Regions from separate parts of the Mus musculus genome. Here regions 2, 3 and 4 are each linked to region 1. A link is a contact called in public promoter capture Hi-C data. All regions are on one chromosome and are shown on one strand. The core of a region is the stretch at or near the end of the contact, and the rest is flanking DNA. Distances in the headings are between cores, read along the strand shown.

Region 1 (7,598 bases), core at 2,465-4,964:
CTTCTCCAACAATGCCACACCTCCTAATTTTTCCAGAACAGTTCCAACTGGGGACCAATTATTCAAATATATGACCCCCTGGAGGTCATTCTCATCCAAAACACAAGTGTGTCCAACATCATGCTGCAACAATTCTCAAGGGCCTATTTCACAAGTGGGTGTTTGGGAAAGGCACCAGATATGAAGTCCACTGTTACTGCCCTATACCATTTGAAGCTGTTGTGCTGCCAGGCTGATGTTTTGGCCTTTGTAGGCACTGCTAAGCACAAGCTTATAGGAAATACTTTGTGGGGATGGGGTACAATCTCTGAGGATGCGGTACAGACTTTACTCAATGGCTTTTCTTTGGAGCGGGGTTCTCAACAGGGAGATAACATGGACTAGAGACTGAAGATTCTCCACTTGCCATCACTCCCAGGGACTTACTTAGGTAATTGTTCCAATTCCTGCAACCCAGAGTTCTTGAGGCTTATGGGTCTCATCTCCAAAATGGGCGAGTTTTACCAAAGGAGACAGTAAAAGTCCTGCTGGAATGGACAAGGCTTCAGGTGTTACCTTAGTACTTCAGCCACAAGATATCAGCAGAGAGGTCCATCTAGGCAGCCGATCCTCATAGGAGAAGACTGAGCTGTTATCCCAATGGGTAATGGGCACTATCTGCCATATTGGTGGTCTGTTTGGGTACTTTTGTTCAATTTTGAGGGTGAATTGACAAGGTCAGCAGCCACAATCTAGAAAGGATATGGAAGCCTAGGACTCAGAGCCCTCCCTTACACACAAGGTCTGAGCAAGCCACTGGAAATAGACACGGGGCCCATCCGCAGTAGGGAGAGTGGTAACAGTTCCTGGTTTTCCTTTTTAATGATGTTCTCAGAGGAGAACCCCCACCACCTCTGAAAGAGCTGTTCTTCAGATTTACACCAAGAAAGAGAGCAAAGGAGAAACAGAAGACGTATGCTGAATATTAATAGGATAGTACCGAGCTCCTCAGCTCTCAAGGACTTAAGCCTTCCATGGAACTGACTCAGCTGTAAACAGTACATTGGCCTAAGTTCACACACCCTTTCCTGCAAAGTCTACACAAATCACCTATGAATTTGGCAATGTTAAAGGTCCAAGAGTTTCAGCAAGCACCCTGAGATTGGCTGAGGCCTTCCTTGACAGTGTATCTGCCTGGCTCCCACTCCTTCCCTCCCACATTTGGTGTCCCAAGAGTGCTCCCAGATAAACCTGCTGTAGAGTTCCCTCCATCCCACACTTAGCTTCCTGGGAAACCAGAGTCGTGGCCATATGGTCATACATATGGTTACACAGGGAACGGTGCTGGTTTCGGAGGATAAATGCTCAGCTTTTCAGACTTAAGTGGCATGAGGTTTGCAGCTTATTTTCAAGCTGTTCTTGGAAAAGGTGAGTATAAGTTAATTAAAATATTTCCATATATAGTAAATGTGGCAAAATGTTAATAATCCATGAATCTTGTTTGTTTCAGCTTTTCTGTAGTTTTGAATTTTTTCCACTACACTCAGGCAAATAAAGAGGTAGTAGGGGAAGGGAATCCAAGGTATGAGTTTCAAATTAAGGAAATGTTCAATGTTATGAAACAGTTCTAAAAATGAGCTAGGCACAGTGACACACACCTTTAGTCTCAGAACTTGGGAGGCAGAAGGAGGCAGATATTTGAGTTTGAGGCCTGCCTGCTCTAGAGTTCTAGGACAGCCAGAGCTCCACAGAAACACTGTCTGGAAAAAAACAACAAAAAAATTAAAAATGTTCAATTAAGGCCCGAGACGAGATGAAAAGTATCCTTGTGATTTTGCATCAAACAGGCTCCTGACACTTGGGCACAGAACTCCCAATGGACTGAGTGTCGATGCTTCTCTCCAGACTGCCATTTGTCAAAACTAACATGGTTTCAGATTTATTGGGCTCTCAAGACTTTAAGAAGGGGATTTATTACAATGACTTATAGGCTATGGTCCAGTTAACCCAACAATGGCTGCCTACAAACAAGGTCCAAGAATTCAGAAGTTGTTTAGTCCAAGAGGCTAGATGTCTCAGCTGATCTTCAGTATACTCTGGAATCCCAAAGAAGTAGCCTCTACTTCCCGTGACAGAATGCACTTGTGAGCTGGAGTGAAGGCAAGCAGGCGAAGAGAAAGCAAGCTTCCTTCTTTTATGTGTTTTATATAAGCTGCCAGCAGAAGATGTGGGCCAGATTAAAGATGGATAGTCCCACGTCAAAGACCCAGACTAGAAGTGTGTCTTTCCACTACAAGAGATTTAATTAAGAAAAGAAATCTCTCGCAAGTGTGCCCAGTCATTTGGGGTTTAGTTGATTCCAGATGTACTAAAGTTGACAACTGAGACTAGCCATCACAGCTGCCTAGAAACAATTTATTGGAGAGGGCACATAAACTTATATACTGAATAGTCAATGGTAGATATGGCAGGCACAACTAAGAAATGGAGTAGTTAAATATAGCCGAAGTAGGTTTGGTTTAACTCAGTAGTCACTGGGATTGGTTTGGCTTTAATTTGAAACTTTTTTTCCTGTTCTGTAACTAGCTCTGTAGACCAGGCTGGCCTTGAACTCAGGTATCTGCCTCCCTCTGCCTGCCCAGCACTGGGATTATTAATCAGGGTCTACCAGCAGTTGCCCAAAGTGCCAGTTACTGTGGAGGCTCACTTCAGTCCCAAAAGTCTAAGGGCAGATGTTGCAACATAACAAGATTGAGACTCACGGGGGGGGGGGGGCGGGCGGGGGCGGACGACGGGATGGACGGACGGGACAACCCACTATTTCAACCAAACCTATTTATCATCTCATCACAGTTTCTGTTACCGTCAGGCAAAATGCAACTAGGGCTGGAAGAAGCCCTGGGAAAGGCAAGCAAGCATTCTCTGGACAAAACCAGTCTCAAGGATTTACAGAGTATTCGACCTCTGTAGGGAACTGCATTCTCCACGTCTTGGATAGACTACGTATTGTGACTAGTAAGACGCAAACTAGAACTAGCTATAAACTGCACTAAAATAATATCTTGCTCACTACTGGGGAAGAGGGGGGCAGTTCCCACTAATTGAACACGTAGGCATTTTTCCTTAAAACCAGCCATATTATGAAGAGCATTGAACGACACAATGAACAACATGAGTTTATTAGCTCTGATTGTTTTTTTTAGAGCCGGAGTCTTTTTCGGTTTTTCGGTGACTCTAGTTGGCCTCTAGCTTATGATTGCCTCAGCCTCCTGAGTGAACATCTTGGATTTCACTCAAACCTCCCAAGTGGCCACTATTTCATTCTGAATACTATCTTTCATCTTTTAATTTCGTTTTTACTTTTTTAGATTTAAGTAAAGGAAAACAATCGAATCCGCGTTCTGCGGAGTAGCTTATATTCCCAATTCTCTAGTTTCACACTTGAATCTCTATCAACATTATCGATGTTAAGTCCTTAACATTCCACTGCCTCCCTGGTTTGCCCCTGAACACACCGAGGGTCACCTCTTACTTTTCCATCAGCGGGGAGAGAAAGACACCGGCACCTGTTGTCAGGGAGGCGCAGACTCCACCTGCGCCCAGTCACTCGGCTTCCGGCCGGCGTCCAGGCTCTAGAGTCGATCCCGAGACGATCGCTCTCCTCCCACTGGGCGGAGCCTGGGCCGCCTATCTCTCGGCCTTCTGCTCGTACTGCCTCGCCCCGGCGGCCGTCCAGCGGGAGGCGGAGCGAGTCCAAAATGGCGGCTCTCAGGCTGGCGCGCTCCGTGCTGCTGAGGCTTTGAGGTGGTCGCTCCGGGTCGGAGGGGGGACGATTTCCCCGCCGCGGGGCCCCCAGAGAATGAATCGGGGGCTCTGCTGAGGCGAGGCGGCAGGGCTGGAGAGCAGTGGCAGCGAAGGGCTGCGGTGGCGTCCACGCAGCGGGATGTGCGAGAGTTACTCTAGGTCGTTGTTGAGGGTCTCGGTGGCGCAGATCTGCCAGGCGCTGGGCTGGGACTCGGTGCAGCTCAGCGCCTGCCACCTCCTCACCGACGTCCTGCAGCGCTATCTGCAGCAGCTGGGCCGGGGCTGCCATCGGTACTCTGAACTCTGTGAGTACTGGGGCTGGGTTGCGGGAGGGCTGCCCCAAGCCGGTCACGAGTGACACCTTTGCCCCTCCGGACCCCTTTGGGCATCCCCTGCAGGGGTGGCGTTCCGAAGCCGGCTTCGACATGGGGATCCTCTCAGACTCCGACCGTCTGGGGGGCTTCCACCGTCTCCTGCGAACTCCAGTCATCCCTTAGGTGCCTCTTCCTCATCCGCTAACTTCCCGCCACCGGCAGGGAAGCGGGGTCCCGGCTCGCAGCCACACACCCTCTCACCGATGCTGCTCCTGGACCAGTGCTTCGGTCTCTCTCATTGTCTCGGGTCGGCTGCGGCCAGAGCCACCCCCAGAATGCTCTCCACCTCGCTCACCTTGGTCTTTTGCCTCCCTTGCTCGCAAACTACTACAACTAGTTGTCACAGGCGCTCCGTCTACCGGCCGTTTCTTACAAGGCTGGCCATTCCTGAGCTCCCAAATAGACTCGTTGACAGCTCCGCTCAGTCAGGGTCGCTGCCTTTTTTTTTTTTTTTTCTCCCCTCTCTATCTGTTCGTTTCACAGACTTCGCCTACTACTTTTCAAGGCAGGTTTTGTCGATTTCGCTGAATACCTTTCAATAAGCATCTCAGTTACGCACGGCGTCCTTCCTCTATGCTCTTCTGTTAGTGTTGATCTAAGTGTGATGGGAAGCATCACTCGGTAATTTGGGAGGTTTTCCGGGTACTCAGTGTCGCAGTATGTATTAACTTTTTTTTTTCTGGTTCATGTCTCTTTAATGAGATTAAAGGCTCCTGTGTATGTTTTGGGAGTGAGTAAAGATAGCACAGTCCTCCGTGTTGCCCCTCTTCAGGGCTCCAGCCCTTTCAGGTGTGTTCTAGGAGAGTGGGGACGGTCCCACATGGAGGACTGCAGTTGAAACTAGGGCTGAATCCTGGTGGCCAAGTAATACCCAGTTTCCCTCTTGAAACTACTTATGGGATGTCCCCACAACTAGAAGCCAGCCCCACGGGAGGAACTTGAGACATAGAATCTGGGGACAGTGTATTGACTTTTAAGTGAATGCCCAGTAGTGTCTTTACCCGGTGGTATTTAATGATTTGTAGAAGGTACAGATCATTTTATAGATGTGTGATTTTTACTGATGTATGAGTGTGTGTGTGTGTGGGGGGGGGCGGGGATTATAACGTTCATTTAAATTCCAAGATATGACGTTTAAGGTGGCAAGTTGGATAACTAAATGAAGTGTTTTATAGAGTAATTTGTTCTGCTACAGTGGTTCCTACTTTTAAAGTGAGGGCCTATAGATTCGCCATACCTTCAAGACTCCAAATGCCATTCCTAACAAAATAATGAAACCCCAACAAATCAGATCCTATTTATCTTATTTTGTAATTGTTTGTGTATATGTGTACCCTGACCCAGAAGATAAATTGATTATATTCATATTCTGCGTAAGTACCTAATGTGCTGATTGGAGCACCCTTGATTGTATTTGTATTACTCTAGTACCTACTGTGCTAACTGATTGGAGCATCCTGATTTGTGTCACCCTAGGGTTGTTCCAAATAGGAAACAGTTGGCTAGTAAATTAATGGGTAGTCCACAAAAGACTTAGTGAATGAATTCCTAAAATGCACATCTTTTTGAGTGCTTGATTTAACGTGTGTGGTGGTAGAATGATCGTCTAGCTGTTGCTTCCTTACCTTCAAGCCCCTTCTCCATTGACCTTCAGTATATTGTTACTATTATGTTTAAGATAGATTATATTTTGTTACCTAGTTCCTGAACTAAAGGCAGATGTATACCTTTTGGGTTCTGAAAATATCCCCTGAATACATAGTTACCTTCCATGCCAGGTAGTTCATGGATTCAAGCATTCCAAAGTGTCCAAGAACTCATTGTGCTTTACTGAGAACCTCTTCATTCCCCTCTCTCTCCTCTCTTCCCTCCTCCCCCCGCCCCCCATTTTATTTTATGTTTATGTTTGAGACATGGTCTCTCTTCATAGCCCTGGTTATCCTAGAGCTCAGTATGTAGACCAGACGCCTGCCTCTGCCTCATGAGTGCTGGGATTAAAGGTGTGGGCCATCACATTTATCATGAACCCTTTCCCCTCCATTCCCTGGCCTTTTCTTTTGTTTTTTTGAGACAGAGTTTTGGGGTTTTTTTTGTTTGTTTGTTTGTTTGGTTGGTTGGTTTTTGTTTTTTGTTTTTTTTGGTGGTGGTTTTTTCATATCCCAGGCTGTCCTGTAACTCTCTCTGTAGACCAGGCTGTCCTTGAATTCACAGAGATCTGCTTGTCTCTGCCTCCTGAATGCTGGGATTAAAGATACGTGCTGCCACTGTCCAGTATGAAACTTTTTATAATTACCCATCTTTTTCTAGTCAGTTTTCTTCTCTTCCTTTTCGCTCTTTTTTTTAATGAGAATATGATTCGAAGATTCATTATTTCCCATTTGGATTTGGTGACTTGTTAAAAATGCTTACTTATTAAACAGATGGTTTTAGAGTGCAAGGTTGCAGGCTATCCATTCATTTTCTAGCTAACAGTTTCCTGAGTGTATATACTGGTTTAGCTCCACCATAGTGTGATACAAATACAGTTAGGGTTCTCCAGTCTGTTAGCACATTAGTACTGTAGTAGAATATGAAAATAATCAATTCATCCCATGAGAAAGGGTACGTACATGTATGCACACACACACACACACACACACACACACACACACAGAGAATTACAAATTTCTTTTAAAACTGAGTTCTGTAACTTCAGGTTACTATTATGTCATCTTGTATTCTATAATCAGTTCTCTTGGTGTTTCTGACAAGCGTTTATTGAGCACTACTTATAAACTGAGCTTGGGCTGAGGGTTGTGGAATACAAGCTCTGTCTACCAGGGTGTCAGAATATCGACACACGTAGGCTGATGGTGTGTGATCCTTTTTCTAAAATAAATACATAAAAATTAAAACAAGTACAGAAGTTGCTATTAATTCCTCAAGTAACAAAGTTATAAATTTTTCTAAGGTGACAGTTTCTCCTACACATGTTGACGCATTGGTCCCTGGGTATGGGTACTGCTATGTCGTACTGAAAGCAGGTACTAAGCCTTTCTGATGGGTCTCATGATTCGTACCCTGACTTCATTATCTTATGGTACTGGCAGTATATGTAAACCGAGTAAAACAGAGGGAATATATGTTTAGCTGTGGATTCCAGGGAACACTTGCTTTGGGGGGAAAAGATAAAGTTTGAGTTGAAGTATGAAGTATGTTTGTGTAGAAATGGAGAGAACTGTAGGTCAGAAGACAGCATACATGTGTAGTGAAAGTACCCACTAGACTGGACTGCTAACCCTGCCCAGCTAGCTCATTAGAAGGCTATTCAAGAGAAGTACTTAAGGCTTTACAAAAGGAGGCTAAGGCAGGAGGATTGCTGAGAGCCCAAGGCCAGCCTTGACTACAAAAATGAAACGATGTCTCCAAAAACCAAAGCAAAGTCACAGAAGAAGGAAAACC
Region 2 (7,598 bases), core at 3,136-5,635, 4.2 Mb after region 1:
AGAAAAATACAGGTTCTTGCAGCTGCTCTTGGTTGCCCACTAGGTAAGACCTTATTGCTGACGTTACCACACATCTTAGCTGCATGGCGTAGAGAAATGAAGCTGGACCTGAGCTGGATAGCTCTTTGCTGTCTTTTATAATGCCAGACTGTGCCCTGCAGGCTGCCAGGAGAAGACTAGTCACCGCCAGCCTTACCCAGCTGTGAGCCCTGGATCTGACACCAACAGTGGTACAACTGTCATGGGGCAACCAACCATTCTTTTATTGGATTTGGGACCTACTCTCCACAGAAGGGAATCCATATTGGTACAGAAACCGGTGCATAGTGAAGGAGAACATGGGTCTTAAATGCACATATTTATATCCATAAACAATTACCAATCTCCGATTAACCAAGAGTCTCTTTCCAGTGAGTTGAGATGAAGTTAGAGTTTTGTGACTGCATTCAGTGTTGAGAGTTGTGGCAGAGTGCTCTACCTCAAACAGGACATCTATATCATCCCTGTCAAAGCTGTGCAAGCACTGTGGAAGGTTGTGAGAAAAGATGGGAAAGGCCGGCAGACAGAAGAGGGGCTGCAAAATGCCATCTTAAGAACAGCCACTGCAGTCAAGAACTCCCCAAACTACTGATTATTCAATGATTGCTCAAGAGCCGGACAAGTAAGGAGACCCTGACACACACACGGAAAAAGGGGATTACTATCATCAGTTAAGTGACCTCCCATGCCACCACCAAGCTCCAATTGATAATCCCAGTCCAATGGTCACATAGATGCCTCTGACTAAACCAAATGGTCACATAACAAAACTGAAAGTCATGAATCTGGGAAAGGAACTGATAGGGAGAAGGGGGTGTTGATAAGGCTGGGAAGGAGATAAGGGAGGGTTAGAAGAAAGAGTAACCAGCATGTAACCAGTATGCACAAGTATAAAACTGTCAAAGAATTAACTTCAAAACAAAAGAAAGAAAAGTTATTTAATAAAGAACAAAGAATAAAATATTAGTATAAAAATATTAAATAATTTTGGTTATAAATGTATTTATATTATAATATTTATATAATATAAAAATATTAAAACTTTAAAAGTTAACTTTAAACAAACCAGAAAACAATCACTCTTTTATACTATACATGGTAAAATTTTGGGACCCACATCAAATGGATTTCAGTGCCCTTTCCTTCATTGAAAACTACTGTTAGACTAAAGAAGAATCCTTGTACTCACATTGGTAAGAGCAGAAAGCCACTCAAGTTCTCGATGTGTTCTTTCTCTTGACAGGGGCCACTAGTAAGTGCTAAAGGAGGGAACTGACATTTATTGAGATTATACTACTCAGTGACTTATAAAAAAAATCATTTATGGCAGTTTATTATTACACCACTTAATTCTAGGTGAGCAAGAGGGAACTGACTGTAATGACCCTTGGGAAGGTTAATTGATTACAGCCACAAAGTAATGAGTCTGTAAGGAACTTCTTGTAATAGTTTTAGGCGAGAGATAATGAGAATGTGCAGCAGGGTGTCAGCAGTAACAAACAATAGCTAGAGTTTAGTATTTGTTCTAAAACTGCGTTTAGGGGAAATACAGGGTGATGCCAATAAGATTTTAAAGAAGACTAGAACATTAGAAGAAAGATCTGAGTCAGGGTTTGTATTTGGACTTACTGAGTTTGTAACACTGGAAATATTAATCTAAAAGTCATGTTATGAGTTCAAGAAAGAAAATGTGTTTTTGTTGTTGTTGTTTTTGTTTTCCATTTTGGAATTATTCAGTAGGTCACCCTGGCTGTAACCATTTGAGTACTGACATTAAAAAAAAAAAGTCCCAAGGGGCTGGTGGGATAGCTCAGCAGGTCAACGTGCCTGAGAGCAAGCTTGAGTCCTCCATGAAATCCCAGGGTCCTACATAGGAAGAACTCAGTCCCTCAAACTGAAAAGTTGTCCTTTGATATCCATATACTTGTGGTACATACCCACCTGCACTGGCACACACTAATAGTAAATTAAAGTTTTTAAATATTTGATAATATGATTTTTTTCCACCATTGTATTTAAAGACTGTCATGGATGAAAACTGAAAAATACAAAAACCCCAGCAAGGCTACATGAAGACAAACATGGTGGTTAAAACATAGTAAGAAATGAGCTCTACTGTTCCAAACACTTGAAGATCCTTTGTTTGTGGTGTCAATTTATTGAAAGTTGGCTGAGTCTGTAGCAGTACCTACTGCAGCAGTAAAAACAGATACTGAAAAGACAGAATATACAAGACCGCTCCATTTCCTTCCCTGCCCTCTTCCTAAAGTTTACAAACTTAGCAGGTTCTCTACAAATAACTGCTTCAGTTTCTATGCCCAAAGGTTTGCTGGGCAGTACTGCTCCACCCAGATGGATAACATTCCTATCTACAACAAAAAGTACTTTACCCAAATGCATTCCCAACCTCTGCTCACATTCCCCCTCCCCCTGCAACTCGGTAGGTCAAATAAAACAAGTTTTTGTGGCCTCTCACATATGCTCTCTGTCTCTGAGAAGCAGCACCATTCTCCAGAAAATGAAAAGGGAAGATATGGATTATTGCTGCTTTTCCTCACATCACAGAGGACTAGCCAGACCTTGATCCTAGCACTGAAGAGACTGAGGCAAGTGGATCTTTATGAGTTTGAGGCCAGCTTGGTCTATGCAGAGCAGTGGTCCTCAACCTTCTTAAAGTGTCCATCCTTTAATACAGTTCCTCATGTTGTGGTGACCCCCTCCCCCAACTATAAAATCATTTCGTTGCAACTTTGCAACTGTAATTTGGTGTCATGAATTGTCATGTGAATATCTGGTCTATAGAGCATCTGATATAGGACCTGTGAGAGGGTCGTGACCCACACATTGAGAACCAAAGAGTTCCAGGCCAGACAGGAGTATGTAGAGAGAGACTATGTATCAAAACAACAAACAAGCAACAAAACCCAGGATTGATTAATTCTGGATACCACCATTCTTAAATAAGAAGCTCTGCTATCCACAACACATCATTATACACTGCAACATTATAAACCATTGATCTTGATTTTGGAAGGTATTCTTTAAGCAATGCTTCCAACCACTTTACCTGTAACATTTCAAACAATGTATACCTCTCCTGTGTGTGTGTGCACGCGCGAGCACGAATTCTAATTCAAAATACAGAGGATTCTGTTCATCAGTTCTAACAAATACCTTTCTAAAGAGGTCAACAGTGGCTGGGGTTTTTCCTCTCTCTCTAATTTAAACTGCTTAGATGCGCTGTGGAAAATGCAATTTATTTTTCTGTGAGGGTGAGTATCAGAAATGTGGTGCTTCTGGACAAATACGTGCTTGGAACATGCCCAAGGCTTCTACATTACAGGAAGCACCAGAGGGTTTGAAAGGCCTGTCTCTTGCAGCTGGTGATTTTTTTCCTTTTTTTTTTTTTTTTTTAAAAAGAAACTGAACTTTGTAGGATGATAGATGGAAAAAGGAGTAGGGAGAAAAATGATATCACAAGTTGTCGTATACAAACTCTTCCAACCTTTTACGATTTCATCATTGCAGAGACATTGATAAAAATATGTGCTTTTTCCACACTGGTAACTTTTTCGGAATTGGACTAAACTTTAAGCTTAAAAGACACAACTTTCCCCTTTTTCTTGATTTCTCAGACGAACATCGCTTCTTTCATCTTCAGGATCGTAAAATACCACCCTCCTCCCCAGAATCGTGCATGCGGGACTTCTTCCCTGTGTCTCTAAAATCTACTTTCCGGAATGAGAAGGGGCCATCCTTCTTGTAGATGCCTCAACTGATGTGTTCCAACATTTACTGTGCTGTTCCCAGGTTCCTCTCGTAGCCCAGGCTGGTCCGCCTGGATCCCGGGTTCTCGTCTCGCGCTCAGGCGCAGACGCGGAGACACGCGCGCGCGGCGGGCTGTACTCTGGGCACCATCGGTTGTGCTCGCGCCCTTTTTTCCCTTCCCCTCTCCAAGGACACTTAGTACCGAGGTTGGCTCGCGCCCACTTACCTACACTAAACTGTGGGATGTGGAAGGGATTGAGGAGGAAAGGAAAAAGGATCAGGCAGAAGCTGCAGTCTCCGTAGAATCAGGCGCCACCGCTAGAGACACCGGCGCCTCTCGTGGTGCAAGGAGGATGTGCACACGTCCTCCTCCAGGCACCCGTAGAAGCTCAGCTAGCTTCAGATGATTACCTTCCGGGTCGAGGTGCATACAGACGAAAGCGGAGATGTAAGCTTCCTAAAAATCTACGCTTTCGTGCCTCTTCTCTGCGGACTCAGATCTCTGTGTGTCTTGCGCGTCTGTGTGGGCACGCTAAGCATACAGTCTACCATGGCTCTAGAGTCTAGCGCCAGCGGACTTTTACGGACCGGAAGAGTCCTTTCTTTAAGACGGCTCGGTCGGCACTTCCGGAAGTGCTGCGCAGGGTTCCGGGAGAGGGCTGGCGGGAGAGGGAAAGGCGGCTATTGACGCGGCAGCTGGAGAATGAAGAAGGAGCATGTTAGTCACTGTCAGTTCTCCGCGTGGTACCCACTTTTCCGAAGCCTTACCATCAAGAGGTAACCTATCCCGGAGTCAAACCGGGGGGTTTGGGTAAATCCCATCCCTTCAGAAAACTAAACAAAATCCGCAGGCCTTCTACTCAGTGGGAGCGACTGTGTCGAGCTGCGGATTTTCTATTGGCTTTGACGGAGCAAGATTAACAAGTAGATCAGTGTTTGCCGTGCGTCCTGTTCGGAATCAAAGAGCGAGTCGAGGGAGGTAGGGAGGCGGTGGGGGTCCTCGGTAGGGTAGATTGAAATAGATACTTTGGGAATTGTCAGAAGCGCAAGGCAATAAACAAAACAAAACTGGAGACTTTGCCTGCTGCTGACCGACAACCCCCTCTGGTGAGAGTTGCGTTCCATCATTGTACAATGAGAACAGTGATACAGACGGTACCTCCAAGTCTGGATGAAGCTCCAGTTTGGTAGTGTGTATAGGTTGCATTGCTACTGACGATCCAGTGTTCTGAGAAGAAGCAACCCATCTGGAGAGAAAGTGGGATCGTTTGGTTTTTGGTTTTGGGTTTTTTTTTTTTTTTTTTTTTTTTTTTTGATTTTTGAGACAGGGTTTCTCTGTGTAGCCCTTGCTGTCCTGGAACTCACTTTGTAGACCAGGCTGGCCTCGAACTCAGAAATCCACCTGCCTCTGCCTCCCAAGTGCTGGGATTAAAGGCGTGAGCCACCACCGCCTGGCTGAGAAGGTGGGATCCTATTCTCTAGTTCTCTGGCCTGGAACAAGGAATCTGTCCAGGTTTGCAGAATGCCCACGGTGAATTGGTGCATCCAAAAACAAAACAAAACAAAACCACAAAAAACAAAATCCTGCCCCCAAGAATTAGATTGTAGAGTCAGAACCCTCTGTCTGGCTTTGAATTCTGGTTCTATCAGCATCTTCAGCAAATTACTTAATCTCTCTAAACCACATTTGAAAACTTAGAAACATAATAGGATTGTCATGAGAATTGCAAAAGAAAAAAAATACTTAAAATGTTGCCACTCTTTTGTAGCACATAGTAAACACATGAAAAATGTTGCCTGTTACCTTTTGGATTTAATAAAGCCTCATTAAAGTGAATTTTTTTTTTTTTAATTTTATTTATTTTATTATTATATGTAAGTACACTGTAGCTGTCTTCAGACACACCAGAAGAGGGAGTCAGATCTTGTTACGGATGGTTGTGAGCCACCATGTGGTTGCTGGGATTCGAACTCTGGACCTTCGGAAGAGCAGTCGGGTGCTCTTACCCACTGAGCCATCTCACCAGCCCCAAAGTGAATTATTTTAGTACACTTAAAATGTATGCCACATATAGGTGGATATGAGGATGGTAACGAGAAGGAAGTCAACCAATAACTGGGATTTTCTGGCATCCCTAGACAAGTCTGTGACTACATATGTGTACACACGTGCCCATGTGTCCATATTGGGCATATGGAAGTTACAGGATAACTTGCAGGAGTTTGTTTTCTCCTCTACCACATGAGTCCTGGGGATTGAACCTCAAGCTGTCAGATTTGATGGCTGGTACCTTTACCCACTGCTAAGCCATCTTACCTATCCCCCATGAAAGCATTTATTCTGTGCAGGACAGCCCTCCTACATTCCAGACAAATCATGTGGAGTCATATGGCAGCCTGCTTCAGTTGTTTGTTTCAGTGCTCAAGATATACATTCTGGCTACTGCTGTAGCATTAGTATTTTATTTTTATGACTTTTGGTTCAGAGCTGATTATGCAAATTCATTTTAGAAAATAATTTTTCTTTGTTCTTCCAGAATTCTATATATGCATACAATGTATTTTGACCCTGTTTACTCCCTGTTACCCCCTTCCACTTCTCTCAGGTCTAAGTAACAGGGTCCACCTCCCAACTTAGTGATGCCTGTGTGTCTGTGTGTGTGTGTGGGGGGGCATCCACTGAGCCTGGGAAATCTTCTAGTGTCCTCAGCACCAAAGAAAAATGACTCTGCTTCCCACAGCAGGCAATTGTCAGTAGCTATCAGCTAGGAGTAGGGTTGAAAGTTTCTCCCTGTTTGTCCTGGAACTCTACCTGGCCTGATCTTTAGCCGGTAACCAGAGCAGGTGAGTGCCCCGCCACATCAGGTCTAGAAGACAACAGCTCACATTGTCCGTCCTCTGGCCTCTACCCACTGGTTAGCAATGTTTCCTGAGCCTTGGTGTGAGGTTGATGTAGCTGTCCCATTGAGAAGTGAGCATTCCGCAGACACTCATTCACACACTTATTCTCGCCACTCTGATTTCTGTCTGGTTGTCTGGATTTGGCTAGTCTTTTATTTTTTCTTTCTTTCTTTCTTTCTTTCTTTCTTTCTTTCTTTCTTCCTTCCTCCTTTCTTCTTCTTTCTTTCTTTTTTCTTTCTTCTTCTTTCTTCCTCCTTCTTCTCCTTCTTCTTCTCCTTCTCTTTCTCCTTCTCTCCCTCCTCCCTCCTTCTCCTTCTCTTCCTCCTCCTCGTCCTCCTCTCCTTCTCCTTCAAGACAGGGTTTCTCTGTATAGTCCTGGCTGTCCTGGAACTCACTCAGAAATATGCCTGCCTCTGCTTCCCAAGTGCTAGGACTAAAGGCGTGCGCCACCACTGCCCAACAGTCTTTTGCTTTCTTATTTAATCTAAGAACTATTGTGGTGTAAGCTGCATTGTGTACTCATAGTATATGGTTCCTGGTTGTACTTCTCTGTTCCATGTTAAAATTAAAATAATGTAAATGCTTTTTTATCTTTACAGTGACTATAAAATGGCCGTTGGGAGGCTTTTCTCCCCGCTATGGCTGGTCCTTCTAAATGATGCCTTTTTGCTGTATTTTTTCCCCAGTGTCATCCTCCCGCTTCCTCAGAATGTGAAAGACTATCTACTTGATGATGGGACTCTGGTGGTCTCAGGAAGGTAAAGTATTGAGAAAACAGCTCTCTTCTCTTTCCAACCTAATGTTTATATTGGTTCTCTTCTGTGTCAGCCTCCCCACCCCTGTGACCTCCCTCAAGAAAAAACGTCCAGGTTGTGCTATCTAGGTAAGCA
Region 3 (7,598 bases), core at 1,459-3,958, 4.1 Mb after region 1:
ATCATTTATAAGCTCATCAGGGTCCCAAACTTTCACGACTCACCAATATTCACTTTTTAGTTTATGTAAATAACTACCACACTAATAAACAGTAACAGTCAGTGACAAATTAAGACAAATCCTGTTTCTGAAGATGGTAAAACAGATTCCCAAAAAGATCTGCAAGTCTTGGTATCAGAACCAAATTTCAGCTAACAAACTTATAACTAAAGTCCAGGCAGGAATACCACTTGAGCAAACAGAACAGGTGTTCAAGTCAGCCTTAAGTCTGCGTCCCAGCTTTGTATCTTACTAGCTATGGAAATCAGGCAACTTAACTTCTGTTTATTTTAATTATTTGCCAATAAAATGAAGCTGTTGCTGCCCATCTTAAAGAATTACTAACCTATAGCACAGTAGCCACCATAAAGAGAGACACTAAATGCTGGGTAGTGATGGCACACACCTTTAATCCCAGCACTTGGTAGGCAGAGACAGGAGGATTTCTGAGTTCGAGGCCAGCCTGGTGTACAGAGTGAGTTCCAGGACAGCCAGGACTACACAGAGAAACCCTGTCTCGAAAAACAAAACAAAAGGAAAAAAAGAAAGAAAGAAAGACACTAAATGACAGCTCTCTTTCAGGCCTGACGCTGAAAAGGCCATTACTAGATGAGTGATCTTTAGGATTAAACAGACTATGGGGCTCTACCCTCCAAGCTTCAGGGTTACGCTGAGTGTTAGACAATACAAGCTGCCCAACACTACCCAAGTGCTTCCGTAGCTACCCAGGGCTCGTTTCCACTATGTTCACACTCACAGGACTGTGTAAACCAAGTACACTAGCAAACAAACACAAAACTGGGCAGTGGTAGCGCATGCCTTTAATCCCGGCACTTGGGAGGCAGAGGCAGGCGGATTTCTGAGTTCGAGGCCAGCCTGGTCTACAGAGTGAGTTCCAGGACAGCCAGGGCTAGACAGAGAAACCCTGTCTCAAAAAACAAAGAAAGAAAGAAGAGAAGAGAAGAGAAGAGAAGAGAAGAGAAGAGAAGAGAAAAGAAACACAAATCCAATGACAATACACTTGTAATCTGTCAATTTAAATTCAATAAATTAAATCTAATAAAAGCACTAGATTCTTATTTAATAACAGCTAAATAATTCACCTAGAGTGTCTCCAAATTTCCCATGTAATATTATATTAAAGAAGTGAATATAAAAATTAGTGGTCTTGAAATTGAAATAGAATCAACTTTTACAAACTACTCTGCTAAGTACTCAGACAGCCCTTAAAAGGAAAGTATGATTGAAAACCACCTTTCTAGCTCCCAAAATACCGCTCCCGGCACTTGGTCTGTATTATTTTAGTTGCCTTTCTAAGTACATTCTAAACTTCCAAAAGAAAGTAAAAACTGTTTTACTAGTAAGACAGACTCTAATGCAGTGTCCTGGAGAGAGGACAGAGAACGGAGGTGTCCCCTAATACAGCTATAAGTTTGCTAAGTACCATATGGTCTATGTATGAAATCACAATCAGACTGCTCTGAAAACACTACAGAGTAAGAGAATGCTGGTTTACCTTTCAAGTCTGTGTTTTGAACTCAAAATGTTCTAAAGGTAGAACAGCACAGAGATATCTTCCGGTTTCTGAGTTTATTCTTTTACAAAATCCTTATATATGTACGAGACTTATTCAAATTTTTTCAGAGATTTCACCACAGCTCAAAAGTGGCTTTCCTGACGATCTGTACGACTTTTATGAACCCCTAAAAACTATGACAAATGAGAAGGGTCAGTAACAGTCTTATTTTCATCTAATGTGTCAATCGGTACATTTAAGGTTTTCTAAGAGCAAGGCTATTCGCTTCCATGCGTACCCCCAAACCTGTAAGCAGCCTCTGCTAGGCTTCTCTTTAGTTCAACAGTACTTGCTTGTAAGGGAAGTAATGAAAGCCTTGAGTTCGAGTCGAACAGTCAACCATCCTACCTGATTAAAAGGAAGTAAACCCGAACAGCCCCGTTGCCCCCCATCCGCAGGTCCGCTCCAAGCCTCTTCCCCTGCACACGCATCACCCACAAATCTCCCACAAACCCCCGCTGGGTCTCAGGGTCCCACCATTGACACACTTCCCGTCCACAACTCCTATTCCGTGGGGACATCTAAGCCCCAAGCCTAACTTCTCATCCCACACTCCCTCAGACTGCAGCCTCTCCAGCTCGACTGCCTACTCCACATCTTCCCCGCTCCCTCGTCCACGCTTCCCTCCGGACCGCCGAGCTCGCCCCAAGCCTCTCCTCGCACTCTTCCACGCCCCCGAACACCTTCCCCCTCCACGGCAGGCTCCTCCGCCTCCAGCCCCGACGCTGGGCCCAGGCATGCGGGGCAGACACCTCTTCTATCGCCCCTCACGCCGGCCTCGGCCGGGCCGAGACATCCCCCCCACATTGACCGGAGCCTCCGGGAGAGGGGTCTGAGGAGGACGACGTCCGATCCGCTCGTCCCTCCACTGCTCGCCGCCCCCGGAGAGCTGGAGTGCGGAGTCGCCTCTCGGGTCCCTCGGGGAGCAGGAGTCCGGACCGGTAGCCCTCCGCACCAGCTCGTCCCTATCGTCGGAGTGGAGGGGGAAGGAGGATCCCCGGAACTCACCTAGTGCCTGTTGTCAACATTAGCCCCGGGTTTCCCAGCACCAACTCCAGCGCTCGGGCTCCCCTCCCCTCCCCCCGCCGCTCTCGCAGACGAGGGCCCGCCTTCCCTCCGCTCCCCTCCTCCCTCCGCCCGTCGGCCCGCCCGCCCGCCACTCACCAACGCGGCCGGGCTGCTAGGGGGGCGGGGCGGAGCGCAGAGGGAAAAGGAAAAGGCTGCCCGCACGACTGCCTAGTCCAAATGGACCTTCGTCTCCGGTCCCTCGCTATGTGTTCAATCCCTCGTCTGGGTTAAGAAGTGATCAATCTATACCTAATCTCGAGGATGTGCTTCTCCTTCAGATATTCGTTGAAATTCTCCTATCTGTAAATTTTTATGTACAGGCAATGAATAGGACAACCGCTTCCAGCACCTCCAATCAGGGCCCCAGCAGAGGGGAGGAGTGTTCCAAGGACCGGAGGCGGGAAGTGGATTGGTCGTCAGGAAAGGGAAAGCGCCTGAATTGGAGATGCGCAGGCGCAAGCGATTCACGGCTGGGGGCGGGGGTGGGGGGAGCGAGAATGAGACGGGGCGGAACTCTAAGGAGGCATAGAAGAGTGGTGGGATAGTAGAATTACGGGGCGCTGTCGAGGTCAAGGTTGGTAACTTAGTTCTCCGAAGGTTGCCTGATGCGAACGTGAGGAACGGGTTCAAGAAGGCAAACTTTGATTGGACTAATACCGAAAGGTTGAAGGTTTAAAAAATCGAAAAGCTAAAGAACATGGCTGTTGAGGAAGGTAGAGGTAGAGTAGACTGGTGGGGGAATTTCCAGAACCGGTTTAAGGTGTTGGACATGAAAAACAGCTAAAATAGAGAGCAATCAAGGCTTTTCCCATTTGGAAAATATAGAAAGCCCTCTATTGTAAGTATTATAACTTTCACAGTGGAATGAAATCGCCCCGTTTTTAAAGGGATGGGGTTACGAACTTGAACCAAATTGACTGTGAAGTGCATTATCAGCTGCTCAACCTGTTTTCCCAAGTGGATATAATGTGCTTCTGACCTCCGATTCGTGTTCAGATTGTGGTCTGCTTAGATGTACATATGGTTCTGCTCTGGTTGGCCCATAGCCAAAGGAACAAAGGTGCAAAACAAGTCTGGATTCATCAGTGTTCAAGCCCGTACAATGATCTGCTACCAACCTTAGTGCTTGAGATGTCTTTGCCCCCTTTTTATTCAGCCTTTGCCCATTTGCTTTCTCCCTGCCCACTTCATTATTAGCAAGTAAATTCTCTTTCAAATTGTGCACCTCCTGGGTTAATTTTTTCTTGTTCAAAACAACCAATAGGTCAATCACGTAAAGGGCACCGAAGGAGGGAGAGGTGAATGCTGCCACTCTATGCCATTGATAAGTAATTATGAGAAGCTTTTTGTTTTTTGTTTTTCGAGACAGAGTTTCTCTGTGTAGCCCTGGCTATCCTGGAACTCACTTTGTAGACCAGGCTGGCCTCAAACTCAGAAATCCGCCTGCCTCTGCCTCCGGAGTACTGGGATTAAAGGCGTGCGCCACCACGCCCGGCTTTTTTTATTTTTTAATATTTATTTATTATTATACCTAAGTACACTGTAGCTGTCTTCAGATGCACCAGAAGAGGGTGTCAGATCTCATTACGGATGGTTGTGAGCCACCATGTGGTTGCTGGGATTTGAACTCAGGACCTCTGGAAGAGCAGTCAGTGCTCTTAACCACTGAGCCATCTCTACAGCCCGAGAAGCTTTTTCTATAACACACAACTGAGGACCACTTCCAAGTCGCAGGTCTCCTTTTCTTATTTTGTCTGTCTTACCCTGCTCCAGATCTGGTGGTGTGGTGGTTCACATCTGTAATTCAGCACAAGAGGATTGCTACAAATTAGAGGCCATCCTAGCACACAGCAAAATCCTATCTCAGAACAAGAAAGTATTTATTTCCTGGATCTAGAATGTAGTTTACAGCATTGCCTTATCTTGCATGAAGCCCTGGGCTCTAACTCAGGACCCCACTTAAAAACTGAGAAAAACTGGGGGCTGGAGAGACGGCCCAAGAGTTAAAATTACCTGCTGCTGTTGCAGATAGCTGGGTTCAGTTCCTAGCACCCACATGGTAGCTCACAACCAACCAACTGTATAACTCTAGACCCAGGCGCTCTGGTACCCTCTACTGGTGTCTGCAGTGCACATGTATACATACACACACCCACACAGTTTTCTTTTAACTTTTAAAAAAGGAAGAAAAAAGAGATCTATCCCTGTATTGATGAACAAGTTCTCATCCTAAACAAGTCAACCCCTGTCTAAGAACACCCCAGGTGTTCTTAGGAACTCTTGTCATCACAGGGAACAAACAAGAGGAGGCGCTAAGGATCAGCTCAATGGTAGAGCATTTGCTGAGCATGCAAACAACCCTGGGTTTGCTCCCCAGCACTAACTCATAATATGTTTAGTACACTAAACACTAAGCCTGTGTTATCCAGCTAGATACAATGAAGTGAGCAGATGAGACATGGGAAGGAACTCTGCCCGAGATGAAAATTTAATCATTGACTTAAACATTACAGGTGCTGCTCCATTTAGAACAGTCTTGCATCTTCTTTACACCTGTTTTAAATTCAACCCAAACTGAAACTATTTCAGCCACCTAACCTACTAAACAACCTAGCTCTGCAGTACAGTGTGCTTAGAGTATTAGTTATTATCTCTCATGAGCACTTAACGTAGCTAACTAGGGCCATGCAGGCCAATTTTGCTATCACAAGGCAAAAAAAAAAAAAAAAAAATTCAAACTGAGTTTTTACTGAATGTAAGTTTACTTTTGTACTATCATAAAGTCAAAAATCCTAAGTTAAACTGTAGTTACATAAGGAACCATTCTTACAACCATAAGAATAGGTACAATTGCCAAAGAAAATATCAAGAAGCAGATGGCTCAGGACTAATCCCAGAGAACCTTCTAAGCATAAAAGTTAGGTCTGTAAATGGGGTCTAAAGGAGAAAAGGGAAAGCCTGCAAGAGTGTTGGTGTCTTGAAGGGCAAAGGAAGAGATGTTCCAGGGAGGGGAAGGGAGAGAATGAAGAATACAATGATGAGAGGTGCTCATCATTGAGTGAGTTTTCAGGCACCATTTTGGCCTAGCACATGGCAGGTTACTATTTTAAAAGATAAGTCTCTCTTAGAGGAGTTGAAGATTAAGTTGGAGCTGGAGAAAAAAACAAGACATATTTGGGAAAATTTTATGGTGAGAAGCAGCAGAAAAAAAACACAGGCAAGAGGTCCTTCAAGCCTAGGGCATCCCTGAGATGGGCTCAGATGCAGAGGCTTCCACTCTCCTCCACTTCATCTTAGTGTCGGTGTTTCTGTGTATACTTACTATGCACCCAAAGATCATCCTGAACTACTGATCTTTCCCTGGGACTACAGGCATGGACTATCACATCTGCTAGAAAGCTGGAATCTTTGATCACTTAATACAGTGAGTAGATTCTATAGCTCTATTCCTAGACAGTTGTGACCAAGCCCACTCAGTCATTCCAAGGGTTCTCCAGCACAGGAGTACGAGGATTAAAAAGAAAGAGACAACAAGACAACGCTGCTGCATGACCCCAGTCAATTCTGAGACTGAAGGCAAATTTAATTTTCCCAATCAGCTTTTTGTACCATTTTAATTCCATGCAAGTATTAAGGGCGAGCAGTACAATAAAGAACTGAAAGGACAATAGTCAAGGAACAAGCAAGACAATAAACACAAAGCCCCATGGTCACTTTGGTGATCGCTGTTTCTAAGGATGCTCAAGATATCTAAGCCAACTTCTTTGTTCTACCCTAAAACTCGATTCTTTTTTTTTTTAAGATTAATTTATTGTATATGAGTACACTGTCACTGTTTCAGACACACCAGAAGAAAGCATTGGATCCAATTACAGATGGTTGTGAGCCACCATGTGGTTGCCGGGAATTGAACTCAGGACCTCTGGAAGAGCAGTCAGTGCTCTTAACCGCTGAGCCATCTCTCCAGCCCCCTAAAACTAGATTCTTACCTGAGCTTACTTCCTTGTCAAGGCCAATGTCAGATTCCTGCCTGAAGTCCATTTCCTGGCCAATGTCAGACTCCTGGCAAGCGGCAGCCCAAAAAGGCTCTCCACACAGTTGGCTGCAGTGAGCCATTCTAGCCTATGAGAAAGGGTGTTGTGCCTCCTTGGGGCTCAGAGCACAGTACCTGCTACCTTGGCCAAGATCTAACAGAGGTAACCTTAACAAGCCCTGGCTGTAGTCTGTCTTAGAGTATCCTGTAGAACTATAGAGAGTTCACTCTTTAATGAGCATGACAGGGGCTGGAAAGATGGCTCAGGGGTTGAGAACAGTCACTGGCTGCTCTTATGGAGGACCTTGGTTTGATTCCCAGCATCTGAAAAGGTCAGCTCAGGAACTTTGGGAAGGTCATGAAACACTTGCTCCTCCGAAAGGGAGAGGCTAGTTAACATTTCTCAGACAACAGGGCGGAACTGACCTGAGGGTGGGGACTCATTCCACCGGACAGACTGTTGCCCACCTTCAGACAAGGGAAATCCTTGTCACCCCCTAAAGACCAATCAGTTTAAAAGGTGCACTGTTCTGCCAATCATATTGTGCCTAGTTGCTGATGCTCTATTCTGCCTCTGGAAACCATATAAAAACTTGCCAACTGGGTGATGTGGGTCGTCGCTTCTCCTTCGAGTCTGAGATGACCCCTGTGCACTGGAACAATAAAGTCCTCTTGCTTCTTGCATCGATGCTGGCTCCAAGTGGTTCACTCAGGGGGACCCTGGTAAGCCAAGGCTCCCCGGAGTCTTACACATCCACACTGTAGCTGAGTTCCAGAGGATCCAGTGTGGCCTCACGTGTACTGCATGCAGGCAATACACACCCACACACATACAATAAAGACGAGTATGCACAGATCATCAGATATTTGACCCCCTGGTGG
Region 4 (7,598 bases), core at 1,911-4,410, 3.7 Mb after region 1:
AAGCAGACAGTGCAGTGGACAGTCTCTTCCATGTCTGTGTGGCCGTGAGGATCAAGCGTGACTCACTCTCTGGGATGACTCTGAGGCAGACGATGAGGGACTGGTTCAGGAGCTTCTCTTTAAGCAGTGACAGCAGCACAGAGGCTGTGCAGGGACCACTCTCCTATGACCTCCACCTCAGTCTCCCTCAGTCTGTACTGTGTACACACTTTCCCTCTCACCCTCAAATATCCTAATTTCATGAAACAATAAGCTTTGAAGAATGAAGTCATGCAACGAGAGTTCCTATAGATACTAGCCAGCCAGGAATGGTCTCTGTGTCTCTAATCCCCACACTCTCTAATCCCTGTCCACTATGTGGAAGGATGCTACAGGCCAGACTCTCTTCAAATTGTGATTCTTAGGTTAACTGCAAAAGATGGTAGAAACCTTTTAGAGGAGAAAATTATTCTCTACTGTATAATTAGATCACATCTGTAAATGGAAAATGCTTCTCACAAATTACACTGAAGGGGCAAACTGTAAGTCTGTGGTAATTAGTCTGAATTGCACTGGTTACAAAACAAGGATGGTTAAAGTAGAATTAAACTCAGAGCCAGAAAATGTCTCCTCCTCGATACCTGAAGTAGCAACTCTCAAAGTTTTAGTATTCTAAATTCTTTGACTTCCTTAACATTCCTCAATTTTTCAACCAAAATCATTTCCTGGCTACAAAATGTAACAATAATTCGTCATGATGGCAAAGCTAGGCCAATACACTACAGAACAAAGCTAGGCCCTGGAGCCCCAGACTGGATCTGCTGGTTCCCACTCAATGCATGAAGATGATCAGTCACTATACACCCAACACCACGTCTGCCACTTCTCCTCAGGTACTTGTTTAACCAGACCAGTTGTCCTTGCTAAGGGTTACCTGCACCACAAAACACCCTGAGAGGGAGTAATGGAGGGCTGGAGAGATGGCTCAGTGGTTAGGCACACTTGCTGCTAATACATGATGGCCCACAACCATTCAGAACTCTAGTTCCTGGAGATCTGACATCCTCTTCTGACCTCTTGAGAGCAACAAGCACATGTGTGGTGCATACGCAAAAATGCAGGCAACATTCATACACATAAAATAAAAAAATCTTTTAAAATATATATATTTAAGGCAAAAGGGTACTGATGGATTATACTCACCAGAACCAAGCCCAACCTAGAGCAGTAGTCTGATTTAAAAAGTGGCGAACAGCACTAGGGCTCAGGACCACACTCTAAAGTCAGACAAAGGATGTTTCTTCAATACCTTTGTGGGAGTGCCCTGATTCTTCAACTGAGGGCACCTGTCCTTGCAATTAGGGCTCTGTGTCGTCGTCGTCCCGACCCCCCCCCCCCGCACAAGTTAATTAATACTGTTATTAGTATAATTTCCTTTTCCATTTTGATTTACAGCATAATGGCCTGGAGAGAGTACAAACTAAGGAGTGAACGAGACAGCATGCTTACAATTTCACCTATAAAATTATGACAAACTAGGAAATATTTTGTTAATTGTGGGGTCTTGGTGAGAAAAGCAGTGAGTCATTGTTTAAATGCCAGTTTACTGATTATTAAGGTGAGTTAAAGAAAGGGGAAATAATTTAAAACTCTGCCCTAGTTCCCACCACCACCGAGAAAACTTCCAGAGATTCAGTATGGGAGGGAATTGGTCACGAGTCATCTCAATCAACCGTACCGCGAAACTTTTCTGAGCTATGAAACAACTTGTCTCATAGATCTAATTACATAGGAATGGAAGAAGGGAAGGAAGGAAGGAAGGAAGGAAGGAAGGAAGGAAGGAAGGAAAGAAGGAAGGAAGGATCCACGACTAAACTGTTCCAGCAAGAATACTTTGAACACTGTCCCTACAACTTTTTCCATTCGTGTCGCAGTACTGCCCCAATTCACCGAGCCTTTCCATAAGGCACAACGCATATTAGTCTCCTTAAAAAGCATCTGGGGTAGGAGGAATGAGTGAACAGAAGAATCTACTAACGCAGCTTTATTCGAAAATGCCGTGATGTTAGCTAACACCTTGTACGCTAATTTTAAAAATAAAATTCAAAATATCTGTGGATAGCTGGAGAAATGGCTGGGCGGTTAAGAGCACTGACTGCTCTTCCGGAGGTCCTGAGTTCAAATTCCAACAACCACATTGGTGGCTCACAACCATCCGTACAGCTACAGTGTACGCATATAGATAAAATAAATAAATCTTTAAAAAAAAAAAAAGTATCTGTCGATTATACGGAGTGTGCCTAAAGAAGAGCCCAGAGATCTCGATGCTCAACATATATGAACGTCCCACCATGGAGTAAGACTTCTCTCATTCTCTGCATTAAAACACCTGCGAGCCACCGTGCTCATCCCCTATAGAAACGCCGCGCTCCCGGAGCCCCAAACTAGCCAGCAAAACTTTGCCGGGGCGCACGGATTTCCAGCTCCCTCCCGCCCGCCCATCCTCCCCGGGGCTGCTCCAAAGTTCTTGCGGCATCCCAGGCAATCGTCTCAGCGAACGAAGTTTGCCTGGGTCCTGCCCACTCGCGCTCCCGCAGGACGCAACTGAAACTTGCAAGGGAGACACGTCTCCCCGGGGACCGAAACTTGCACGCGGGGTGGGGGAGGAAGGCGGCCGGAGCGTTCCGCCTCCCCGGGGGTCTGCACGCAGCGCCGAGCCCTCTCGGCCCCCCGCCCGGCCGCTCCCGCGCGCGCGCCCGCCCGCCTGTCAATCACACCGCAGACCACCACCCCCACGCGCGAGCAACACGGCGCGCGGGGTCCACGGGAGCCGGCTCGGGCCAGGCCGCGCCGCCGCAGCGTGCCCTCTGCCCGGGGCCGGGAATGGCGGCGACCGGCTGCCCGGAGCCAGTTCCGACCTGGCCCCCTCGCCTTTAGACCCCGCCAGCCCCTGTAGCAGCGGCTGAAGAGAAAAGGAAGTTACCTCCAAGCGGTCCCGGCGGCGGCGGCGGCGGCCAGTCGCGGGAGGCCGAGAGGTCCGGCGCGGCGGCGGCGGCGGCTACCGCAGTGCCCTCCGCCCCATTGTTTCCCTTCCAGGAGGCTCCCGGCAAAGCCGAGCCCGGGAACCAGGAAGTTCCCCGGCGCGACACCTCCAGCCGCCGCCGCTATGGAAACGGCCCCCGCCTTCCCCAGGGCGGCTCTCCCGGGACCCCGCCTCCGCGCCGCCGGCCCCGCCCGCCTCACCGGCCGCCAACAGTCGCCGTTGCGGCCGCGGCCGCCGCCATCTTGGCGCGGGCGGACAGCCCCTGCCTTCCCGGCGGCACGTGCGCTGTTCCCGCGCTCCCGCCGGGCGCGCGCTCGATGGGCTGCGGGCGGAGGCCGACGGCCCGAGCCCCTCTGCATGAAGAGGGGGTCCGCCGACCCGGCGGCGCCCAGCGATCGCTCCAGAGCTACTCACGGGCTGGGACCAGTGCTGTGTCTGACACCTGAGGGCAGCCGGCAGAGCACGGCGCCTTTCGCGGATGAGGCCCGTCCGCTCGCCAGCCTTCAGACGTTGCCTACTGCACTTGGGTTTTTCTTGGACTCGGTATCCTCACCCGTGAAGTGAGAGGGAAACTGTACCTGCTTCGTGGAGTTGTTCCCCGCGCAAACAAATGCTTGGTAGTGTGTGCACAGTGAATCTGTCAACAGAGTGGCTCTGTTACTGACACAAGGTCACACAGTCAATTTCCAGGCATTTATGCCAAGAGTTCAGATCAGCACAACTTTAAGTAGGCTACTGTGTGCAAGCCTTTTGCTGCCTAAACAGTGTTCATTCCCTGGCCCATCTTTCTTTAGGTCAGCTTTTTCTGTGTCAAGAGTTTTAATCCCCACGGTCTTCCATTAAGAACTGATGTAAAAAGGGGATGATGTAAACTTCCCAACACTGTAATTTGCTGACGGTTAAATGATTTATTCACTAGAAGCAGCAAAGGTTTGGGTGTGCGAGTAGCTAAAAGGCTTCTGTCCTTGTTTCCAGGAACTAGAATTACTATAGCTGGCAACTGTGCACTGCGTTTACTCTTTCCCAGGCTGGTGAAACCTGACACTCACTGCAAACTGTGTTCCTTGAGGAATTGAGGAGAGGCAGAGTCCTGGCCCTTCCTGGGCTTGCAGACTTTAACACCTGTGACTCCTTGGGTCTTAGATGGCCTCTGAGGCCACTTCTGACTCTCAAATGCTGATTAACCAGTGAAACCCAGGGCCTTTTGGACAGACAGACAGACAGGCGCGCGCGCATCCCTTCATTCAGGTCTCCATTTAAACCAGGTTTGGAAACACTACTTTGGGTTTTGTTTTGTTTATTGATTTGTTTATTCTGGTATGTACAAATGGCACAGTTGGTTTGGTGAAAATCAGGTCAAAAGTTGGATGGTCATGGGAATTTTTTCAACACTCAAATATAAGGAATAGAATTCCAAAATTAGCAAGTCACCAAAGAGCTCTCCATTTGTGACAATGCCTACAGCTTCCAAGTCTTTGATGACAACACATGCACATACGCATGTACTTACATTGTGCTTTGAAGATTGCAGAAGTCCTCCAAAAGACACTTACTGAATTAAAGTATAACGTTTGAGTTACCGTCTCTCCGGATACCTTGGGAACCCCACAGAGGCTCAAGAGAATTCATCCAGAAATTTTACCACAAATACAAAAATATCAATGAGTTGGAGGGGCAATGCTGGACACAGCTTGCTTCACAAACTGAAGGAGAAGTTTCAGATGTGTGTGTGAAGTTTATATTAGTGTAATACTATATTCTAGACTTAACTGTCAGCACTGTCGGCCCAACTTCAGACTTAGCAGTCTGTACTATTATTCAGAAATATATTCAAGAATGAGGGTAGCTGAATTTCACTGAAAACCTACACAAATAGGAACACTTGAGTCTTGGGGTAGTCGTTTAGCAACCGCTGTCCTAAAAAAAAAAATGCATATTTAAGTTATGTCCGCCTTGTGATCCTATTCCCTCTAACATACGATAGATATCATACATGTGATTCCCCCTTCAACTGGGGGGAAAGTTCACTGTCAAAATCCCAGAGAAAATGAAAGGGGGAATAAACAGTTTGTATCTCCAATGAGAATATTCTGCAAATGCCAGCCATTTAGAACTTTCCGATCACATAACAGGAAGAGTGATGTTTGCATTTCGTTTTTAAAAGTTATGTTATACTCATGACAATACTTACAGAATATTGCCAAAGGTAAAAGTACATGTTTAAGTTTCCCACAAGACTCCATAATAACTAGGGTTAAGAGTATAATTTGCGGTGAGAACATGAAAATATAGAACATGGGGAAATTTTCAAAAGTAAACCATGCATCCTTAGCTTTCATCTTCAAAACTGCAGATCAAAGGCGCTGTTCCTAGAGTCTCCTGTAAACTGAGACCTTGCAATGTGGATCGATGGCTATGCAGTCCATTCAGGTTTGGGGAGTAGCAAAGTGGGTTGTGCCGTGGAGACTCTGGAAAGCCTCATGTGATTCATCTTACCCACTACAGTCATTTCTGAAATTCCCTAGGAGTGTTTTGTTGACTCAAAAAGTCAGTTCCAATATCACTGTATATAACTCATCATGATAAAAAGAAAGCAAGCATATCAGTGGATATCCATGGACCACATGTCAATGAAATCAGCCACATCCACATGGCTCATAGTTTTTCCTTAATAAAGTCCTTCAGATTAAAAGAGAAAGTATTGATGGCAGACCAGAAGAAGGATCACAAACAGTAGAATTCCACATATGTTACAAACAGTTTGTTACAACAATCTGGGGTGATCTTACTTATTGCTGTTTTGGGGGACTTGGGAAGTGCCCCTATGTTAGAAACATACAAGCCATGAGGTTTGGGACTTGTTTGTCTTCCATCCTGTTCTGTTCTTTGGTCCACTTTGCTCTCTGGCCAGAGTGAGCTTCCTCTGAATAAATATAGAAAGAATGAGGAGGAGAGAAAGGGAAAGGAAGGACCAAAGGATACAAAGGTGTATCAGTACCCAATTTGTATCAATACCCAATATGTAAAACGTTTCTCATTTTTTCACATGCTCAAACATCTTATGACTCAAAAACAAAAACAAATCAAAGCTTAGAAACAACTCCTTTTCAACCACAGAAGTTTCCACTCACTATCTCCTCTACTCCTTGCTTGTAGCCAACCTGTTCCTGACTACACAGTAAGACATCACAGTCTGCCAGGAGTCTGTAACGAGGCTGGATCACTTTTCAGATGTGCCACTTTGTCTTCCTAGCTCCGGCGGACTTTCTGTCAGCAGCGCTTCCGTCTACCATATGTCAGCTGCCCCAAGTCCCTTCCCAGATGCCATACCATTATTTTTAGGACATATATTCGCCCATTCTGGAACGGGGTTTGAGCACGTGCTACAGCGCCAGTATGGCACTCGGGGGACAACTTTCAGGAGTCAGTTGTCTCCCTCTCCCGTTCAGGTCCCAGGGACTGAACCCTGGGTCATCAGAATTGACAGCAAGCGCCTTAACCTGTAGAGCCATCTCACCGGTCCCATGATTTTTTAAGTTTCATCAAACCGATAAAATGTAAATATTAAGATGCACACATATATAAGTATTTAAAAATTAAAATATGACTTCCTGGCTTTTTTGTCTCCATTTTAGTGATAAAACATTAGCCTTCATGTACATGATTGTTATTAACTTTCTAACTCTGTGTATGTTGAAAGGCAGTTTTCCTAGGAAACCTCCCAGTGAACCATGCCTACCAATACTCACACAGTTAGCCACCCTCCGTTTATATCTACGACGGCCCTGTGACTCAGTGTGGAGGGAATGAGGCAGAGTGATTGATCTCTAAGATGAGAGCAGAAGAAGCCTCAAGGTTCTACCTGAGTCTCTGAAATCCTTTGTGCACTTTCTCTCAGAATTCAAATACTGTCAAGGAAGAAACTCAGGCATCTTACAGTGAGCACACCAGATAGCCAACTTCACCTGAGCCCACTGCCAACAGCCGCTAACCTCAAACTGGCGACATGGGCAAGGCAACTGGGTATTGCATGCCTGGAGTCCCAGCTGAACGACACCCTGAGAAACCCTAGGTGGTGACCTTCCAGGTGAGCCCAGGGAGCCACAGAACAATAATAAATTGCAGATAGACTTCAATGTCTTTTGTCACAAACCTGCAGGAAAAGTGCAGTAAATTTATTAAGAATGAAGTTCTGAGCTGGAGAGGTGGCTCAGTCAGCAAGGCACTTGCCACACAAGTGTGATACCCAAGTTCAGTCCCCAGAAGCCATATGGAAAGCCAGGCATAGTGGCACACTGTTATGATCCCAGTATTGAGAAGCAGAGACAGGTGGATGCCTGGGACTTTCTGGCCAGCCAGCTAAGCCCAACCAGGGAGCTCTAGGACAATCTGAGACCATGTCCCCTACCAAACAAGGCAAACTGCTCCTAAGTGACATTCAAAATTAACCTCTGACCTCCACACGCTCACACACTGTGCATGAGTCCCCAGACACACATGTGCCCCCCCACACACACACAAAGTTCTAAAGCTATATTTAGTCACATTTCACCTAAAGTTTAATAACAAAATAACA

What was found. Promoter capture Hi-C pulls out the DNA fragments that hold promoters and counts their contacts.
Region 2: a contact with region 1 is called in a promoter capture Hi-C map of pre-B cells, with 2.7 times the contacts expected there. The contact joins the promoter of Nudt5 here to the promoter of Taf3 in region 1. A contact is called at or near these places in 2 of 39 promoter capture datasets (cranial neural crest and pre-B cells).
Region 3: a promoter capture Hi-C map of pre-B cells shows a contact between it and region 1, with 4 times the contacts expected there. The contact joins the promoter of Upf2 here to the promoter of Taf3 in region 1. A contact is called at or near these places in 4 of 39 promoter capture datasets (cranial neural crest, hippocampal neurons, pre-B cells and 1 more) and 1 of 484 Hi-C or Micro-C datasets (embryonic stem cells).
Region 4: a promoter capture Hi-C map of pre-B cells shows a contact between it and region 1, with 2.3 times the contacts expected there. The contact joins the promoter of Usp6nl here to the promoter of Taf3 in region 1. A contact is called at or near these places in 2 of 39 promoter capture datasets (cranial neural crest and pre-B cells) and 1 of 484 Hi-C or Micro-C datasets (embryonic stem cells).

What each region holds. Positions count from the first base shown.
Region 1 is chr2:10,044,725-10,052,322 of GRCm38.p6, reverse strand. It overlaps Taf3 (TATA-box binding protein associated factor 3), which reads left to right and starts at 3,714. Exons shown (of 7, transcript NM_027748.3): 1 at 3,714-4,088. The coding sequence starts at 3,923.
Region 2 is chr2:5,841,821-5,849,418 of GRCm38.p6, reverse strand. Nudt5 (nudix (nucleoside diphosphate linked moiety X)-type motif 5) reads right to left here and starts at 4,385. Exons shown (of 10, transcript NM_016918.3): 1 at 4,034-4,385. It overlaps Cdc123 (cell division cycle 123), which reads left to right and starts at 4,242. Exons shown (of 13, transcript NM_133837.5): 1 at 4,242-4,584; 2 at 7,395-7,466. The coding sequence starts at 4,511.
Region 3 is chr2:5,946,579-5,954,176 of GRCm38.p6, reverse strand. It overlaps Upf2 (UPF2 regulator of nonsense transcripts homolog (yeast)), which reads right to left and starts at 2,708. Exons shown (of 22, transcript NM_001081132.1): 1 at 2,624-2,708.
Region 4 is chr2:6,318,319-6,325,916 of GRCm38.p6, reverse strand. Usp6nl (USP6 N-terminal like) reads right to left here and starts at 3,160. Exons shown (of 15, transcript NM_001080548.1): 1 at 2,963-3,160. It overlaps A230108P19Rik (RIKEN cDNA A230108P19 gene), which reads right to left. Exons shown (of 7, transcript NR_040333.1): 7 at 4,306-5,945.